2 separate regions of the Pan troglodytes genome follow, and region 1 is linked to region 2. A link is a contact called in public Hi-C data. All regions are on one chromosome and are shown on one strand. The core of a region is the stretch at or near the end of the contact, and the rest is flanking DNA. Distances in the headings are between cores, read along the strand shown. Region 1 holds the start of RAP2A (RAP2A, member of RAS oncogene family). Region 2 has its middle 27 kb from the start of MBNL2.

Region 1 (6,772 bases), core at 1,578-4,077, 320 kb before region 2:
GGTAAAGAAGAGGCCACCTGCATTCACACGTCCTCTCCATCAATGATGGGAAGCCAGACGCTGGGGTTAGGATGAGGTGTAAAATACCTTACTACTACCATATTACAAAGACACACAAGTGAGGGTCCAAGAGGTTCTTATGTATACAACGGTTGAATTCTGGTGAAGAGAATTTATGAACTCTACTTCAGCTGATCAATGATCTTTTTATGTCAAGAACTGAGACTAGTGAGTAAAATGATACTGGCATGCAGAATTTTACTCTATGTTTTTCCTCTGGGTCATAGTGAAAATAAACAAATTGCTCCAATATACTGAGTTTAGACTAACCTATTATTATAACTGAGAAAAGTAATCTGCACTAAATTACAAGAAACTACAAAATTATGTGGACCATATTATCCAATAATATTTTGCCGTATTTGTTCCCTAGGCTTGTGTCAAGAAGTTAGCCATGGGTATATGGCTTTATCAGTGTATATCTGCATCTTCATATCTTTAAGCATATATATCTAAATGTGAAGGGTGAGGCAGTTGGGGCATTTACTTAGATTATTTTTTGATGTAGGCATTTGGCCTAACATTGACATGTGGCAATGTATCAGACTACCCTGCAGTTGGTTTGGTTTGTTTCTTTTTAATTGAGTGGTTGGGGGAGGGGGTAATAAGAATTTAAGTAACTTAAATGTAGCCCCTTAAATGCCATCCTCATACTAAGTTTAACACCAGAATTGTTCATCTCTTAACTATAAACATTTAACTTTAGGAAAATGATACTGGAGAAGTACAAAGCTATCAAATTTACAAATCTTAGGAGCAGAGACCACGAAAATATCTGCTTTATTCTAGTTTGGAATTTAACACAAGGATGAATAACATGCACGATTTTAGTTCAGCGATTAAAGTGCATACTCAATTAGTTAAGGGGGGGTGGAGCAATAGAAAGAGAGCCTTCTCTTTGATCTCATAGGTTGCATTAAAAACTCACTACTCGTAATGAATTTTTGATCATCCCCTGGGTACACATAACTTGGTCCTTGCTCTTTCAAAATGAGTGGACTCAAACTGACTTACAATGTGACTGTGTCTACGGTGCACTTACAACCATCTTTCAGTAAAGGTCTTCAGATTTAGGCTCTAGGTAGAATAAGGCAGGAAAAAAAGGACACCAAAATTATCAGCAGGCATTAACTAACAAGAACTAGATGAAACAGTAATGTGTAATTAAATGATAATTAGAAAAATTTGCCAAAACTTTGAACTAAGATATTATCACATTTCTAATGCTTAAAATTACACGGAAAAATATATTCAGTGAATTTAAGAGAAAACAACCATTTAAAATCATTTATCAGCCATATTTCCAAAATGTATACTTTAGAAAAGAATTTATATATATATAAAAAGGCTTATTAACATTAACTTTAAATTAGCTAATACTTGTGTCACACTTTTGAAGAAGCTTCTGTTTTGTTTCCAGGAACTGGTGGTGGTGGTGTGGTGGTGTTTTTGTTTTTTGGAAGGGGTTAAGGCGGCTATATTAAAAACAAAAACAAAAACAAAAAAACAGTTAAGCTGCATTCTTTTCCTGTGAATGGCTTATTTGTACTCCTCTATGTTAATATTCTCGAAACCCCATTTAGCTTATGATGTCTTCAAATAATTTGATAATCTGTCTTTAAAGTTTTGCACTAAATTAGAGACTTCATTTTTGTAAAACGCCTTGGAACCATAAACCTTTAACGAGATGAGAAAGGTCTCCTTCCTCTGGACTTGACTTTACTGTATAGGTGTGTGAGCGATTTTTACTGTCAAACATTGCCAAGGCAGATTGTTGTTGTTGTTCAGTCTGCAAATGTCTCGACTATACCTGCACAGTTCCTCTCTTCCCAAGACAAATCTATCCACCCCTTTCCCCCCTGCAAGTTTTAAACTTTGTTTCCTTTGGGGCTCTGTAACAAGCAATGCTAACAACGTCCAAGAGACAAAGAGCTGTTCTGTGGGCTAACACGATGCCAAATTTTAGTTGTGAAACAAAGCACTCAAATTTGAGATTGAGGAGGAGGAGCAGAATGACAATAGTAAAGCCTCCAGCTTGGAGCCACCCCCCAGACAGCCCCTTCCCCGGAGCCCCGCGCGGGGAGTTCCGGCCCCGGGACGGTGACTCCGGGGTGCAGCCGCCAAGCTCCCGTGCGCCCTCGCTCACCGCTTCACGCGGATGATCTGGTCCCGCATGGGCTTGATGTCCTGGAAGCTCTGCTGGTTGACGAGGCTGTAGACGAGGATGAAGCCCTGGCCGTTCTTGATGTACAGGTCCCGCATGGACGCGAACTGCTCGGTGCCCGCCGTGTCCAGGATCTCCAGCACCGACGGCGACGAATCCACCTCGATCTCCTTGCGGTAGAAGTCCTCGATGGTGGGGTCGTATTTCTCGATGAAGGTGCCGGTCACGAACTGCACGGTCAGGGCGGATTTGCCTACCCCGCCCGAGCCCAGCACCACCACTTTGTACTCGCGCATCGTCCCTCCGCGGCCGCCGCCGCCGCCGCCGCCCGCGACATAGACCTACGCCGGCCGCGCTGCGCCCCCAGCCCCGGCCCCGGCGGCCCGCCCCGCCGCCTCCCGCTGCCGCCCCCACCTCACAGCCGCGGCGGCCCCCTGGGCGCCGGCGGCGGCGGCGGCAACTGAGGGAGCAGCGGCCCTGGGCATGGGCCGAGCCGGGCAGCGATGAGGCCCCGTAGGCACCGGGTGGGACTCAGGGCTAGCAGAGAGAGACCGGTAGCCGCTGGAGCCGCCCGAGCCGCGGGCCCGCAGTGCCGCCCGCCCCGCCCCTCGCGCCTCCACGCCCAGATCCCCGCCCGCCGCCGCCGCCGCCGCTACCCCCAGCGCTCGAGCGCGCGCCCGAGCCCCAGCCGCAGCGCGGCCAGGGGCGGGGTCCGGCGGCCGGGGCGGAGCCCGCGGCGCAGCCCCGCCCCCGCCCCCGTCTCCTAGGCGACGGGCCGCGAGCGCTCCCGAGAGGCTTTGCGCGGCTCGGAAGCTTCTGCCGGCGCGGAGATAAACAAGCACCGCGACCGCCCAGCAGCGCCGAACCCTGCGCGCCCAGTCAGACCCCAGGGCCTGTGTACCGAGCATGCGCAGTTCCCGCCCAAGCCAGGAGCAGCGTCAACCTGAGACGACTCAGACATTAAGAATTCGGAAGGGATGAGATGGTAGAGGGGCTAGAGCTACCTCCAAGCTTTATCCTGAGGCGGGGAGTGAAGGAGATAGATGCCCAGGGCCCAAGAGGGGCCGCGAGGGCCTTTGTCCGATGCCACCCAGTCTGTCAGCACTCCTAGAGCTTTGGTTTTATCTTGTATTAGCATGTGAAGCTTTAAGGGGGGGGCACCTACAGGCTTCTGCCTGAAGTTGTGTAAACGCAACAAAATGAAGCTTTGGAGCGTTAGGACATTGATGGGAGGGTGACGCCCCCCTCCAGCAGCGCGCCAGAGGGGCGAGTCAGAGGCGGCCACACACCACGGAAGTCGGGTCCAAGCCCGCTGACGTCGTCGGGGTCCCGCCCACCAACCCTCTGGACCCGCCCACATTTCTCCTAGACCCGCCCCTTTCAGTGCCGAACTGAAGTCGAGCTCTTCCCACGCCCTGCCAGCCACGGGTGAGTTGAAAACCTGGAGAGCGGAATCCCGAACGGCAGCCGGAAGGCCCAGGACACTTCATAGCAACAGCCAGCTAGGGGCATCTATCTAGTGGGAAGCTGGGATTCATTCTAGCCAACCACATCACGTCTCTGTACCACAAGGTACCATTCACGACCAATAAGAGAGCGTCCCCATGCCACCTGACTTTCCTCCTTCAACCAGTCGAGAAAAACGCTAGTCGCAGGATCCGCAAGCCCACCTCCCAGTGCCTTGCCAGGCCGGGCTCTTCGCGCACGCTCTGCCAACCAATCGTAGTTGAGCTGGCGAGTGACGGAAGCTTCGGCCAAGCCAACCAGAGCTCGCGAGCCCCTTGCCACCGAGGCCGGCGGGATGGAGACAGGGACCGGCTGCTGGGGTTTGGGAGGGGCAGAGATTGAGGAGCCAGTTGCTGTGCCCTGTTCTGGCAAAAGAACAAGATGCGTTGCAAGCCAGAATGATGAATTCCACTTTTCACGTCGTCTCCGTGGCATTCTGCCTAAATGATGGGCATGGAAATGGTGCTGAGGGATGTGGGCTGAATCGAGAACACAGGGACTTTTGTCTTCAGGGTGAGAAATGTTCCGGTCCTTAAGGAAACATCGTGCAGCAGTTGCATGGGTCTTCCAGGCGTTCCTCCCAAAACATTATTTTTTTCTTTCACTATTGAGTTTTAAAACTTAGCGTTCTGTCGCTAGCATTGCATCTTAGTTACACACCCTCTCCCACCCATAACGTCAAATTTAGGAGACGATACATCCCCAAGCATTCCTGCATTATTTTTTGCAGTAACTGGTTATTCGGTTTACTTTCTTTAAACTATGTCCTTCTCAAACTAGTCTCACCTGTTCGTTACTGTCGCACATTTCCTGCGAATAACACATTTCTGTAGTTCTATTGTTAGAGCCTGGCATACCTCTCCCCGTTCCTCTTTCCCACAAGGTCATCATGCAGAGGGGATTTTGGTCTGAGTTAAAAGCCAGGTATTCTTTCACCATCTTTTCTGTCGATAGTCAAACTACTACAAAGACTACTCAAATTTAGTAGTTTCTTATTTCCCTATAGCTTCGTTATATTAGAATGGATAACTTATATTTGCATTACCTTGCTGTAATGAACACACACCAAGTTTTCATTTAAAATTATCAAGGACAAATGTCCTCTGAATTTAAAAATGTGTATGTAGTAAAATATAACTCAGCATTTCTTGATTACATATCATTAAAATATGAATGGTACTATCTGAGCCACCAGAATCAGCAGTGAAGGTATTATATTAATAAAAAGGACTAAGAATCAGGACTGTTTTAAGGGAACTGGAACCGAAGAGGATCTACTATTTCATCCTAGGCTAGTTAACATGAAATAGTGAATTAAAATTGAAAGAGCTTACATGGATGCTTCATATCTGAGCTACTTTGGCAGGGATGTTTCAAGAGGATGTAGGTAAGTATGGTGTTCACCTAGCTTTCCAGAAGTCTCATATTTTGTGTAAAATTGGTATGCTTATTCATGGTTACTTTGGGTTAGTAGAAGCTGTACTTCTTTTCCAAGGAAAGACAGACTGTCTTAAGATTCTAACTGTGCATCTTGGTGATAAGAAGTTCTTAGGGTTGTTAAATAGAGCCAGGAAGCGTGAATCTTTCTCTCTAGATCATGACAACTCATCTAGTACCTTGCATTACAAAGGAGCTCTAAGTCCATTTACTTTGCAAGGAATAAAGTTCCAGTGATTAATGTTTTTGAGAAATTTGCATTGGGATTGTGGGTCCAGAAGGTTGCCTTAAGTAACTGTTTTCATGACTCCTAGGTCCCTAGATGTTGAGAAGCTCTGGATTGAAGCTGTCACAAAAATAGTGAGTGGGCTCCGTAGTCACTCCATTTAGCATAATACAGAGTAGGACAGCTTTGTGACATTTCTCAGGCTATTTCCCCTGACCTCTCATCAATGCTGACGTTTTTGATAAGAAGGGGTATAGAGACTGCAGCCCTTGGGGTGGTTACAGTTCATTTATTTACAGGCCTTATATTGACAGGCCTCGGATTTCATGCTCAGTACCATAAAGGTTGATTTTTAACCACCAAGAGGCAAAAGAAACATGACAGGTCGGAGCATATTTTCTCACCTATTCTGGCTTAAATGATGGTACTTACCTGATTTGTGGCTGTATGTGAAATGTTGGGTGAAAGATTAGCTGCTATAAAAAGGATGTCAGGACGTGTAGAGAATTTAGAGGACTTGGGTGGGAGATGGATGTCTATTTTCTAACCCCTTAGTCATGTTCATTCCGATGCCAGCATAAACTCTATTCTGAGATGATTATAGAAATAACTTATATCTTCATTTGTTTGTGGGAAATAAAAAATAAAAATGATATAAAAGAAATTTGAATTATTCCCAAGAGCTGTAAATCTGTAAGATAGTGAAAACTTAACGCAGTAACTGACACTGCAGGATCCCTTTAGTTTCCGAAGTGCATTGCCAGGAGAATAAAAAGAAAGAAAATCTTCATTTCTCCTCTCTCCACTAAATCTGAAAGGGAGTTATCTCACCTATAGCCAGATACCTTCAATTATCGCACTTGTGTTACCATGGAAACCCAAGTCCATCCTTTCTTTCTGTGAAAGATTTTGGAAAAGGTGGTATGAAGTGGGAAATGTACTGTATTCTGGGACTTCCTGACACCAGCAAGAAGCAAATATGCAGATAATTTAATAGAAACAAATTAGTAGAGGATGTTTATAATGCGAGGGGTACTTTTCGACTGTAAAACCCTGATTCCTAATGCTTCTTATTAAAGCCTGCATGCCTCTGATTAAACATAAAGGGGAAGGGCATGTCAAGTACATTTAGCACCTGTGAAACGCTGCTGGCAAGTATAAGGAGAGCAGACGATGGTTTCTTGACCTCTGAGGCTCCTAATACAGTTGAGAATCTGCAGTATATATGTGGAGTGGAAAGGAAGGGGCAAAATAAACTTTGTTCTTCCTTTAAAAAATGTGATATGTCTCAGTGCTTTTGAAAAGAAAAGGAATTAGAATGCAGAAATTAAGAGTATGGAAACAACTCAATAAAAGAAACGTATGGGTGGAGAGAGTAG
Region 2 (7,326 bases), core at 3,491-5,990:
TGGTAAGGCTGGGGTGTGGGATGAACACTGAGGAACAAAGTCCAGTAGATCCTGTGGAGGCAGCAGATGCTACGTAAGTGCTTGGAAGGACAGATTGAAGAGCAGGTGAGACCATGTTGGGTAAGACAAGCAAGATGGGGTGTATGGTGTGTGCAGTGCTACTACCTCCAAGAGCGACATGATCCACTTTATGTTCTAGAACTTTCATTAAAGCATGAGGTATAAATGAAAGGCATATAGCACAATTGTCTGGGAGGCAGGATTGCCAGTTAAAAGGAAGCTTCTATAGTCGCCCAGCCATTTAACTGATAGTTATTGAAAATGTCCTATGAATAAAACATTCTTCCAGACTAGGAAAAAATTAAAGTAGCCTGAATTAGAGCAATAGTATTGGAGCTAGAAAGAAAGAGAAATGTGAAAGGAAATTGAAAAAGAAGTTGATAGAACTTGACAACTGAATGGAGAGCAGGTAGAGAGGAGTCCAAATGGGACTCACTAACCTGTGGTCTGGGTAACCTTGAGTAACAACTTCTCATTGAGATGTGGAGCATGGAATACAACTTGAACTTGTGTGGTTCTGTTTTGGATAGGTTCTGTGTGAAGCCCGTTAGGATGTATAAATGGAGAAGTCCAGCAACAATGGAGATGTGGGGCAGATTGGCCTTCTGCATTCCTGACGGACCAATACAGCTGGCCACACATGCAAATGGAAGTAACAATGACCTACACGTGTGATTGTGGAGGTGCTGATAAGGGCCATCCATCTAGAGAAGTTGTTTCCTCATTCTATGCCCTAAACCAGTTTGATGTCTGAAATCCAACTATTAGCACTTCACACTGTTAGCATAAAGTTAAAGCCTATTAAGCTTTTGCATGTGAGTACCTCCCTACAGCGTGGGAGACTGGAAAGGCCACTTAAGTCACACTTAGCCTGAAGACAGTCCCAAACATTGATATGTCCCAGTTAACAACTGCTCTCAGAGTTAAGAACATGGCCTTGAATAACTGGGACAAGAAGAACCTTTGGATCCTACATAATGCAGCGATGGGTCAGAGAGATATCAAGGGTTCATAGACTGGGAAAACCTTCCTGCAACTCTGTCTTCTGTCTTTCTTTATAGGCCCCCTTCCTGCTTTATAATTTTTACTTTATTTCTCTATTAATAACTTGATTGTTGAAGCCTCAGGAAATTCCAAGGCTATTTCTCCCATCAAAATGAAAGAAATGCATTAAATGGTGCATTCCCATTAAGCTATGATTTACATTATATGTAATGTATATTACATATACATTAATATAGATTAATAAAAATGGAAGTACTCTGTTGGAGGGGAAATATACTAAAAAATCTTTTAGGGCTATCTGAATTAACATGAAATAATACCAAACACAAAGAGAGAAAATAAGAGAGAGAGAAAGGTATTGACTGAGAAAAAAAGCAGGACTGGAAACCTGCAGCCAGCTAAGTGGTGTGACTCATAGCTCTCAGTTTTTGGTAGACAGCTGAAGCCAGAGAACATTCAGAGCTGTAGACAAACACTTAAATTAGGTATCCTGGTAGAGCAAGGGCTCCCACTGTAACTGCCTGTCCTGCAGTGCATATAAGGTCATCATTGTTATGTTGATTAATGAAGCTCCTGAGAACCCCTCCTGGCCGAAAACAATGGGTGTTACAAATGGTTCCAAGTAAATCCACAAGATTGTTCATTTCAACTATGCCAAAGAGTTCAACACAATAATCATGGGTCAAGAGCTATGTCATATACGCCACAGAATTCGGGATTGTTTCAAGTCATCAATGAGTGGAGGAAAATACCCTAAAGTGGTGATTCCTAGTGTTCTCCCTGGTTCTAGGAAAGTGTAGGGCCCAGAACCTTCCCCAATTTCCCAACCAGGCTGCTGTTGCATTTATGTACTTCACTTATTTATATGAACATTAAGACTTTTGTCCAAAAACAGTTTGGAAACCACTGGCTGAAAGAATTGGCACACCTGACAGATGTTAGTTGGAAACAAGGTACAGGAAGAAAACACGAAAAAAGATGGACAGTCACGTTCCCGTGAAGAAGGGTTTACTTCAGTGGTGTGCTAGAGCCAGCTTGCACCAGCTCACAAGAACCAACTGGGCACATCTCCCCCAGTCCGGCATTCACTGACTCCAGTTTGGTAGTTTATTGTTGACCATGGTGGGAGTTTTTACACCATAGAAATTGTCAGATGTGGCCGGGCACGGTGGCTCACACTTGTAATCCCAGCACTTTGGGAGGCCGAGAAGGGCAGATCACCTGAGGTTGGGAGTTTGAGACCAGCCTGACCAACATGGAGAAACCCCATCTCTACAAAAAATACAAAATCAGCCAGGCCTGGTGGTGCATGCCTGTAATCCCAGCTATTCAGGAGGCTGAGGCAGGAGAATCACTTGAACCCAGGAGGCGGAGGTCGTGGTGAGCCGAGATTGTGCCATTGTACTCCAGCCTGGGCAACAAGAGAGAAACTCCATCAAAAAAAAGAAAAAGAAAAAGAGAGAGAGAGATAAAGACAGAAAGACAAAGATAGAAAGAAAGAAAGAAAGAAAGAAAGGAAGGAAGGAAGGAAGAAAGAAAGACAGACAGACAGAAAGAAAGACAGAAAGAAAGAAAGGAAAGAGAAATCGCCAGTTGCCACAAATCAGGGCTTTTCTTCTTTTGCTGCCCCCCCCCCAATACCCCTGAGAGTCAGTTATAAAACATTTATCAGCATACCACTGGGACTCAATCCAAAAATAACTTGGCCAGCAAAACAGCCAAAGCCATGTGAAGCTCTGACCAATGGCCTTCTAGGCACAGTCAAGTTAGGGATAGCATGGAAGTTTGTAGAATCTGGAAAAGGGGAAGGAGTTCTTTTTGGGAAACACAGCTTTGTTATGCAGTCAGACAAGGCTATAGACAAGGGACCTACCAGTCAATATGCTAAGGAGGGTGTGGTAGGTACCACTCACATGGACAGGGAAACTTTTTTCATTTGATCAGGGAGTCCAAGTAGACGAATAAGGTGGGTGAGTCGAGAAAGCTGGGATTCAGAAGGGCATACATACAGGGCACTCTGACAGCTAACCTCTGCTTCCTCCCAAGTCCAGACAAAAGCAAATCAGACTTCCACGAGGCATTCCTTAGACATCACAGAGCACTTTCCTCGAGCAAGGCTCAGCAGACCCTGGGTGGGGTAACTGAGGGAGGCAGCTGCAGTTCCTTCTGAGAGACGCTGGATGGATGCCGTCTGTCTCTGATGTCGGAGGCTCCTGCCTGGCCAGTGCAGATTGCGGAATCTCTTCTCTCCCTTCCTGGGTTCCAGGATTCCTCTGACAAGACATTTTATTAGCCCTGACGTGGCTTCCAGCAGGAAGGAAGAAGGGCAGAAACTGTTAAACACAAGAATAGGAAAGGTCCTGGAAAACTCATGGAAGGGGAAACTTGGTTCCGCTTTAAGGGAGAAGTTGATTTGTTTAAAGGAGTCTGGGGATAGCCCTGCCCTTGCCTGAAAAGGCCTCTTTGTAGGTCCCTCTGAGCCATGCATGTTTAAGATGTAGGGAAATCAGCTCAGAGGATCGACACACACAGCCCCCTGAAGCCATGGAGTGAGCTCCTCATTTTAAGCAGCTGCCTGGCAATTGTGTCATTGTCATGGGGCAGTCGAGCATGAGAGTAGGGGTGACAGTGCTTGTTCATCTCAATCCTGCGACCCAAGTTCAAAGGGAATGTCTTCCCAAAGAGGGCTGGGTGTCTGCAGAGGGCGGCACACTCCGCTGATGGCTTAATCTGGAAGAGTAAATTTTGCTTCCACAAGAAAAATGGACTTATTTAGAAAAAGGTTAGGCGTACATGTGGGTAGCTTTAGGAGCTGATATTCCTAAGACTTAACAAGGGAGTAAGGCAGTGACCCTGACTCATCAGAATAGTTGCTGGCCTCAGATCTAGGGGCTGGGGTGGGGGTATTGCAGGCTCCTGGAGAACCCCATGCTGTGCCAGCCTTAACCCTTTGACAGTGGGTTGTGGGGACCCCCTAGGGTCCTGGGGTTGGAGTGAGGGTGGCCGGGCACTAAGAGGACACTGTGCACTAGAGCAGCACCAATGCATAGGGAAATGTCTCCGTATTTTAATGAGTCAACCCATACCTGTGGACATTCCCTGCCTACATGGACCAAGGGGAAAAACTTCCCTCTCTGCCCCGTGCTTCAGTTCATAACCTTGCTAATCATGTATCTGATCTTGTGAGCTGAAGAACAGGAATCTGGATTTAAATTTCTCAAATACATGTTAGATTTCAAGTAGGTTCTTTATTTTCATCTCTCTCTTAACCTCTTCCATTTTTTGAAGAACACCCTTTGATGTCACTCCGATGACGTTTATTAATTATCTTCTCCAAACCTGCTACGACACAAGAAACTTTAGGCACAGTACTGATTCACACTCAATGTTCTATGTTTAGCAACTATCTGAGAAGGATCTGAGTCTGCATTTAGCCCTAAATAGCTACAAATAAGGGAGTAGCAGCAGCATCCCTTCAAAAGCCTTTTTTAGGAAGTGCTGTGCCAGGGGTGGGATGACATGCCAGGAGCTACAGGTGAGGAGAGCCGCTCTCAGCCAACAGGAAACCAAGGTAGCGGCTGATGAAAGCAACAGAGTTGTGTACTACAGAGCAGCATCCCCCCTTCCTCGAGACAGGTTGTAAGGAAACACTGCAGCATGTTTATCTGTCTGCCCAGCCCTATTTAGTGAAAAATGATTGCTCTTTGCCTCTTGTTACCATGCTCAGATGATACTATGGCAACCAGGCTGCACAAAAGGGGAAGGGGGGGCTGACGCTGCTTAGCAACTTGAAGATTTTTAAAAGGCAAGTACTCATTGCAACAGCAACAGTTTTTGAAATGCCAGTTTTCAGGAGAGAAAAGAGAAGAACATTAGAGAAAGCAAATGGAGATGACACAGTAGAGGAAAAGAAAGAAAAGAGAAAGAAAGAAAGAGAGAGAAAGAGAGAGAGAGGGAGGAAGGGAGGGAGGTGGGGAGGGAGAGAGAGAGAAAGAAAGAAAGAGAAAAGAAAAGAAAGAGAGTCATCTGCATGTCACCTTTTCAAAGCTCTTTTTTGTACATCCTCACAGAACTCGCGGGAGCTTGGCTGGGTCTCCGTTCACTGGTGGGGAAACTGAGGCTCACAGGGTGAGTGGCATGCTCAGGGTTTGTCAGCGAGTCGGGGGCAAGGCTGGGACTAATATGCAGGCAGCCCAGTTCCAAATCCCACACTCTTTTTACAGCTTCATGCTTTGAAAAAAAAAGTAACCAGGAAATCTGAGGAAGGGAAAAAATAAAATCACACGAAACTGCCAATGGTGTGAAAAGGATGGGCAGCTGTTTCAGGTAGAAACTCAGCAAAAAGCACAAAAATACATTTGAATGTATTTTCAGAATTAAGTTGAAACGACAAGGTGTTTTCTATGTGATTCATTCATTCATTCACTCATTCATCATTCAGGGCAAAAAAAAGGTGGCACAGACAGTATTAAATTCCAGCATTCCTTGAATGAGCAGGAGGTTGCCTGTTTCTGGAACGTATAGGATCTGGAGGAATTCCTGGGCACTGGAAGGATTCAATGCTGAGGGGATGGAAGAAGAGAAGTGGAGAAAGGAGGGGAGGGGGAAAGTCTTGCCCTGGTTTAGGAAGAAACTGTCTTGAGTAGGACAAACATCCATCGAGATAAATGACCACATCATTTCAACCAAGACTATGTGAACCAAAGACGGTTCAGGTTCCAGTCTGCATTTCTCACTGGCTGATATTACATTTCTCAGCTCCTCTGCCACTCCAGCCTTCCACCCTTGGAAGCGAAATGCTAGATGGCTTACAAAACAGAGCTCGAACATGGAGCCACTACGGCGCTGAGCTTGTCTGGAGGGCCCAACAACAGGCAACGACAACACTAAGGAAACATCCTATGTCAGGCTAACGGGCGTTCTCTGAGGCAGAACTTGATAGAATGGGTTTCTGTAGATTGTGCCCTTTCTTTAATTAACTCAGTATTTAAGAGATGCCATTCAAGTCAGACCAAAGGTCTAAATCAGAACTGACCTTTCTGAAGCTGGCACAAGTTTTGTCTTTGTTTTGGGCTCTATGAAGGGTGAGTGGATGGAGGAGCCCAGGGGTGAGAATAAGCCAGTGGGTGGAGTTTCCCGCTGCTTAGCGGCTCCTTGAGGGGCCCATTCCATAGACATACACGGAGGGCCTCCTGCGTGCCTCCCATGTGGGTCTCCTCACGCTCCTTCTCTCTGCCCCCCTGCACTGAAAGGACTCTGCAGGGCCCAGAGCTTCAGGCTTCCTCATCTTGGTGCCTGCCTCCCGGGAGAAGCCACGGCTGCCTTCCTGATTGATAACACAGCGCTGACAAGACAAGTGCTGCTTTGGGTTCCAGTGGTCACAACCAAGCTATTCTTATGCTCCCCTCCTCATTGTTTCCACTCGTTCCTAATTGCACTTACGCAGAGGGCTCCAGAAGCAGTAAACAGACGGCCTTCTCCTATACTCACAATTAGCTAGAAGAATCCAGGTCAAGCTTTTCCAACCTGCAGCCCATGGGTGGCATGTGGCCCAGGACAGCTTTGAATGCAGCCCAACACAAATTCTTAAACTTTCTTAAAACATTATGAGTTTGTTTTATTTTTTTAACATGTCAGCTATTGTTAGTGTTAGTGTATTTTATGTGTAGTTCAAAACAATCCTTCCTCTTCCAGTGTGGCCCAGGGAAGCCAAAAGATTGGACACCCCTGCTACGTGGTCTGTGATGCTCCCAACTAAGCAGATGTCATCTAGCATTAGTTTTAAGGCGTCAGGCCAGGTGTAGTGGCTCACACCTTGAGCCCAGGGGGGTTTCAAGGCTACAGTGAGCTATAATGGCACCACTGCACTCCAGCCAGGACATCAGAGCAAGACCCTGTCTGTAAGGCGGGGGGAGGGGGGGAGCCGAACTAAGGGTGGGGCATTGTGGGGACTGCTCTTACTTCTAACACAATAACTATGAAATGAGTGAACTTCTGGGTTCTAGTCCTAATTGTGCCATCAGCTCTCGCATTCTTCACCTCCACCTCCATCCCCACTACATGCCCCAACCATACTGAATTTCATAAGAGCCCCAAATATACATCCCCACCTCCATTTGCACTGTCCCTCAATGTGTGAAGAGCCACTTACTACCTCACAGAGCAGAGCGCTCTATCTCTGACCCGGGCAGTTAATAATTACAACTTTCAAATTTCCTATCTCATTCGATGGGGAAAAGCCAACAGCAGTCACCCAGTGGG

What was found. Hi-C and Micro-C count contacts between places; a contact is called where the count stands out from the background.
Region 1: a contact with region 2 is called in a Hi-C map of stem cell-derived neural progenitor cells, with 4 times the contacts expected there. The contact joins the promoter of RAP2A here to the enhancer-like site in region 2. A contact is called at or near these places in 1 of 7 Hi-C or Micro-C datasets (stem cell-derived neural progenitor cells) and 1 of 1 datasets of contacts at active chromatin or transcription factors (stem cell-derived excitatory neurons).

The regions. Positions count from the first base shown.
Region 1 is chr14:103,031,765-103,038,536 of NHGRI_mPanTro3-v2.0_pri, reverse strand. RAP2A (RAP2A, member of RAS oncogene family) reads right to left here and starts at 2,827. Exons shown (of 2, transcript XM_509705.7): 1 at 2,207-2,827. The coding sequence starts at 2,520.
Region 2 is chr14:102,711,310-102,718,635 of NHGRI_mPanTro3-v2.0_pri, reverse strand. No RefSeq gene overlaps it. Among named protein-coding and RNA genes, the nearest start is that of MBNL2, 27 kb to the left of the region's middle. Within about 2 kb of position 4,740, at least 8 of the 24 cell types and tissues checked have an H3K27ac peak or open chromatin away from gene starts, as enhancers often do. A contact at or near this core is called in stem cell-derived neural progenitor cells, where this site is marked.